Regions from separate parts of the Pan troglodytes genome. Here region 2 is linked to region 1. Evidence: chromatin contacts called from public Hi-C data. All regions are on one chromosome and are shown on one strand. Each heading gives the region's core, a stretch centred on a gene start, on an enhancer-like site or on the middle of the called end of the contact. The rest is flanking DNA. Distances are from core to core; before and after follow the strand shown. Region 1 overlaps LRP4 (LDL receptor related protein 4). Region 2 overlaps CSTPP1 (centriolar satellite-associated tubulin polyglutamylase complex regulator 1).

What was found. Hi-C and Micro-C count contacts between places; a contact is called where the count stands out from the background.
Region 2: a Hi-C map of stem cell-derived neural progenitor cells shows a contact between it and region 1, with 2.3 times the contacts expected there. The contact joins two enhancer-like sites. A contact is called at or near these places in 1 of 7 Hi-C or Micro-C datasets (stem cell-derived neural progenitor cells) and 1 of 1 datasets of contacts at active chromatin or transcription factors (stem cell-derived excitatory neurons).

The regions. Positions count from the first base shown.
Region 1 is chr9:50,927,871-50,930,719 of NHGRI_mPanTro3-v2.0_pri, forward strand. All of the region lies in intron 1 of LRP4 (LDL receptor related protein 4), which reads right to left. Among named protein-coding and RNA genes, the nearest start is that of LRP4, 5.9 kb to the right of the region's middle. Within about 2 kb of position 1,466, at least 15 of the 24 cell types and tissues checked have an H3K27ac peak or open chromatin away from gene starts, as enhancers often do. A contact at or near this core is called in stem cell-derived neural progenitor cells, where this site is marked.
Region 2 is chr9:51,116,245-51,119,093 of NHGRI_mPanTro3-v2.0_pri, forward strand. All of the region lies in intron 3 of CSTPP1 (centriolar satellite-associated tubulin polyglutamylase complex regulator 1), which reads left to right. Among named protein-coding and RNA genes, the nearest start is that of ARFGAP2, 72 kb to the right of the region's middle. Within about 2 kb of position 1,382, at least 9 of the 24 cell types and tissues checked have an H3K27ac peak or open chromatin away from gene starts, as enhancers often do. A contact at or near this core is called in stem cell-derived neural progenitor cells, where this site is marked.

The DNA.
Region 1 (2,849 bases), core at 216-2,715:
GATCCTCAAAATTCTACCTGCCCTACCTGGAAACTGTCAACAGATTTCACAAATCCAACAGGGCTCAAACATGGCTGTGCTCTGTGAAGGGCTGCTCAAAATATTGCTTTCCCTTCCCCCTACATCTCAAATCAGAAGGTCCACACAGTAACAAACCACATTTGTTTATGGCTGTTCAGGGAGCAACAAACCACATTTTTCTGGAAACCTTTTAAAGTCTCTCTCTTCTCCTGAGCCCATGAGTTCGAGGCTACAGTGAGCTATGATCATGCCACTGCACTCCAGCCTTGGCAATAGAGTGAGACCCTGTCTCAAAAAAAAAAAAAAAAAAAAAAGTAAATAAAAATAAAGTCTCTCTCCCTCAAGAAGCACCTGAGAAGTAATTCCTTAGGCATTCAGACTCCCTGAGAAGGAGATGTCTGAAAACAGAGGAGAGGTCAATCCAAGATGAAATATAGACCTTCCCAACCTAGATCTTCTGGGATAGCCTGGAATCCTGGCTCAGTTACTCACTACTTGTATGACAGGAAACTGCTCTGAGCCTGTTTCCCATCTGTAAGATGGGAATCTTTTTTTTTTTTTTTTTTTTGAGACGGAGTCTCGCTCTGTCGCTCAGCCTGGAGTGCAGTGGCACAATCTTGGCTCGCTGCAACCTCTGCCTCCCAGGTTCAAGCGATTCTCCCACCTCAGCCTCAGCCTCAGCCTCCTGAGTAGCTGAGACTATAGGGATGTGCCACCACGTCAGCTAATTTTTGTATTTTTAGTAGACATGGGGTTTCACCATGTTGGCCAGGTTGGTCTCGAACTCCTGACGTCAAGTGATCCACCCACCCCAGCCTCCCAAAGTGCTGGGATTACAGGCGTTAGCCATCGCACCTGGCCAATGTAAGACGGGAATCTAATGTTACCTACCTCATAAGGATATTGTGAGGAATAAATATGATATATACTAAATGCTTATCACAGTACCAGGGACACAGCAAAGCTCTCAAAAATGCTAACTGCTCCAGAAATATATTTGGATTTTTTAAACCACATATCCCAGTTTGTAAATCCACATATCCCACAATTTGCAAAAATTGTCTTTGGAGGAGATCATTCCTAGAAGAGCAGAAATTCTCATTTGGGGAAGATACATTGTAGAGTTGTCGGCTTTTATTGGCTCTGGGAGCCTGTAGTTGAAACTTATTGTTTAAACTGCCCGTGGAAGGAGGGTGGAAAACCTGGGGCTCCCCTTTCCTATTTGCTAGGCTTGTGGATGCCATAACCTGGCCTCTCCACTTGGTTAGAAGGAGGCTACAGTCAACTCAACAGAGAAGCTGTCTCTTGTCCTCATCCATGCCAGCGCGTGGTTGCAGGCCGCTACCCCTCCCCATCTCCCCCAAGGCGTGACAGGAAGTGGAGCTGCCGAGCTTGGAGAGATCCCTGGAGGCACTTACAACCTTGCAGCTTCTTTATTTCACATGCTAATCAGGTGTCTCTCCTGATACCCTTCTCTGTACCTGCTCTGCCCTACACCCAGACAGAGGGAGGGTCCCTCTCCCGCAAAAAGGCACTGCCTGGAGCCAGGAGCTTCCCGGCTCCAGAAAACCTCCGGTGATAAATTATGCAGCAGCACCTCTGTGTCACTGCCTCTCAGCTAGATGGGAGGTTTGCTCCCAGTCTTTTGTTTCCGGCTCTGCTTGCCGCTCTGATCCTCAGCTGTGCATAGAGGTGAGGGGGAGCTCCCATAGGCCAAGTCAGGGCTTGCAGCAAGTCCCAGCCAGGCTTTCCCCAGTTGGGTCCCAGGCAGCGCCCCTCCCCTCATTCGAACCTGAATGATGGGGGAGTCCTATTCCGCATGGGGAAACAGGGTGTCAGGGAGCGCTAACAGCCAGTCCGCTCATCTGTGAGCAAGGATGGGAATGCCTACGAGCAGTGAAAGAATGAAGTCTGCTTGGATGGGCGTAAGAGGCGCCCAAGGGCACCTAGGATGTTTGCTTCTTGCTAAATCAAAAACGCACAACAGAAAATGGAGGCAGACAACCGCCAGGAAGCTAGAGAATTGGCTCTTTTTAACAGCTGCTCTTGGTTACGGTCAACTTTCCGCAGCTCCCAAAAATCACATCACTGGCACCAACTTAAAAAGAAGAAACAAAAGAGACAACAGGGGTCAAACTTTGAGGTGGAGGAACTAGGGGTTGGGGGCTATTCGGGGATGGAGACCCACATCAATTAGGCCTGCACGCTGACAGGCTTCCTGATTGAAAATGGTAGCTGCGAAGGCTCCACAACAGCCCAGCTCCCAAATTGGGGCAATTACTACCTTATGAGCTCTGGAGCCTGACTCCTTTCTCAGGCCAATGGGAGGGAGGGCTTGGAATTCTAAACTGTTCCAGCTACAAGAGTCCCTGGCCAGCCCCTCTCACCCCATGTCACAGGAATCTTAGCAGGAGAAGTTGCTAGGCTGCATCCCTGACCACTTAAGAAGGGAAACTCTCAGAGGAAAAGCTCCATTTCCCCAGACCTCTCTCAAGAGAACTAAGGCGACATGAGTTCCCCTAGACTGATGTTATAGCTTAGCAGACTTCTAGGAGTGGGCACAAGTGGGAACTATGCTTCGGTTCTATCACGTTTTCAAGGGGAGAAAGAAGGGGCAGATCTTTAAAAGAGACAAGCAAAAGACCAGCTGCAATGAATGAAGGACCAAGTCTCAATTTTAGCACGGAACACGGTAGCATAATTATTTACCTGGCTCCCATGTTCTAAAGCCAAGAATCATCTCGGATCCACTTACGTGACTTTGCTTACAGCTAACTTTTATCAAGCTCTACAGTAACACAGTAGTTGCCAAGCTCTGTGCTGCATAG
Region 2 (2,849 bases), core at 132-2,631, 190 kb after region 1:
ATACTTTGGAGAGAGTGTGGCCCCAAAGGCAGGAAGGGAATAATTGACTAAATAGTAATGTAAAGTGTACAGCATCGGCAGGGTGTGGTGGCTTATGCCTATAATCCCAGCACTTTGGGAGGCCAAGGTGGGAGGATCGCTTGAGCCCTGGAGTTCAAGACCAGCCTGGGCAACATAGTGAGACCTCATCTCTACAAAAAATACGAAAAAATTATCCTGGTGTGGTGGCACACACCTGTAGTTCCAGCTACTCTGGAGGCTGAGGTGGGAGGATTGCTTGAGCCTGGGAGGTGGGGGTTGCAGTGAGCTGAGATCATGCCACTGCACTCTGGCCTGGGCAACAAAGCAAGACCCTGTCTCAAAAAAAAAAAAAAGTACAGAATCAAAGTCAAGAAAATTGATGGGAATTGACACTGAAGTACTTAAGAAATTTTAAGTTTGCTCTTGCTGCTGGTATTAATAAACTTTCATATATCCAACATATTCTTCCTTCCACCTTTCTCATATGTCTTATTAGTTCTTTCAAACACTCAGAATGGATGGAATGACCCAAAATTGACTTGCTACATACTGGGGAATTTGGAAGAGACCTGTGTTTTGCTTAGCAGCCCTGAAACAATAGAATGGCCTTTTTTTTTTTTTTTTTTTTTGAGACAGGGTCTCACTCTTGCCCAGGCTGGAGTGAAGTGGTGCTATCTCAGCTCACTGTAACCTCTGCCTCCTGAGTTCATGCGATTCTTGTGCTTCAGCCTCCTGAGTAGCTGGGACCACAGGTATGTGTTACCACGCCCTGCTAATTTTTTTTTTTAATTAATGGGGTCTCACTATGTTGCCCAGGATCTCAAACTGCTGAGCTCAAGTGATCCTCCCTCCTTGGCCTCCCAAAGTGCTGGGATTACAGGCATGAGCGACTGTGCCTGATAATGGCCATATTTAAAGATATATTTTTTCCTCAGTCTCTGACTCTTCTTTGCTTAATCATCCTATTCTTTAATATACAAACCTGTAACTTTGAGGAAAGAGAATCAGAGATTATTTCTCCCTACTTACCCATTTCATGGTGCGACAATGAGCACTCTTCTCCAAGCCAAGCATTTGATAAGCATTCATTGCTATGGGTATTTTACTGCCTTAAAGAAATCCACCCCAATTCCCTGCCGATTGATTTCTTAAGATCACAGAAGAAAGTGGAATGAATCCTAGAGAGGCCTTCAAGCTCCCTGACACCCATGGGGCCCACTCATCTCCACCCCCAATACTCCAATTCCAAAATCTAACACATTGTCCTTTTCTTAGTTCCTCAGTTCCCCGCCCTTCAGCTTCTCTTTGTTAGCCACTGGGTGGGTGTAACCAAACCTCAGTCACACTGTGGCCCCAGCAGCTGGGCTTCTCTCTCCCCCATTACATTGCAGACATTCTTTTCACATCATTTTGTCCTCTCTGCTGCATTCCCTACATTTGGCTTCATTCCCTCTGTGCAAACTTCTGTTTCAAGGGACAGCAGTTTGCCAAGGAGATGCTGGCAGAGAGGGTCCAGTTCTCTCCTTTCTATCTGAAGAGCCCAGTGTCATTCATTAGCATATGAGAAGAATGGTTGTAAATAAACATCAAATGAGGTTAACGAGCTGCAGCTCATCAATATTAATGAAGTCCACCTCACAGCCTTGGTATGAGGTACCAATGGCTCTAATCACAAGAAGCAGTTTCATAAGGCCCCAGTTACAGGGCAGGAAGGGTTAGATCCAGTGTGTTGAAATGTTTGTCATTTTATGACCCCAGGAATGCTGCAGGGTAAGGCAGTCTGATACCAGATCTGTGCTTGCAAACCCCTCTTGTGTTCAGATTACATCTGTTTGTCTCAACAGGTGGAAGCCTAGGAAAAGGCTATATCTGCTAAGCCAGAATCTGGGGTGGGAATTCTCCAGGTCAACCTGCAGTTCCCAAATCAAAATGAAGTTCCAGAGTACCAGGGTTTGATCTCTCATTGCCCTTCCATCAGTTACCCCAGATAACCCAAACACTTGTTTCCAGTGTAGTGAAGGATGGTTTGAGGATCTAAGCCCAGCTTGGTAAGGAATGAAGAAACTCCCATTTCATGTAGCTCATGTGCCTGCCAGCCACCAGTTAAGGCCCTGTGCCTATTATTTAGAGGATTCAAAGAGTAACAAGGGCCAGGCATGGTGGCTCATGCCTGTAATCCCTACATTTTGGGAAGCAGATGTGAGGGGATCACTTAAAGTGAGGGGTTCCAGACTAGCCTGGGCAATATAGGGAGACCTCTCTCAAAAACAATAAATAAATAAAAATTTTAAAAGTAGTTGGGCGTGGTAGCCTGTGTTCCCAGCTACTCAGGAGGCTGAGGTGGGAGGATCACGTGAGCCTAGGAGTTTGAGGCCACGGTGAGCCATGATCATACAACTGTACTCCAGCATGGGCAACAGACAGAGACTCTGTCTCTGAAAAAAAAATTTTTTTTTTAATTAAAAGAAACAGTAAGTACAGCTATCATTTATTGAACACTTACTATGTCCTAGGCATGGTACTAAACATTTTTGTTATATAATCCTCACAATAATCCCATGAAGGTATTCCCATTTTACAGATGAGGAAGTTGAAACTCACTGATTTGATGTCATGGGTCTAAGATCACACATCAACAAGTGGCAGAAGAGGAGCTCAGATTTCGATCTGTCTAACTGCAGAGCCCATGCTCTTACTTCCTACCCTCTGTGGTATCATCTCAGAGCCAAGCACATAAAATGCAAGCTTTTGTGCTGCTCCTTTTCGTCAAAGATGTGTGTCCTCCAGTTTCAAGGGACTAAACACAAAGTAGTTCCCTGGAAGTAGAA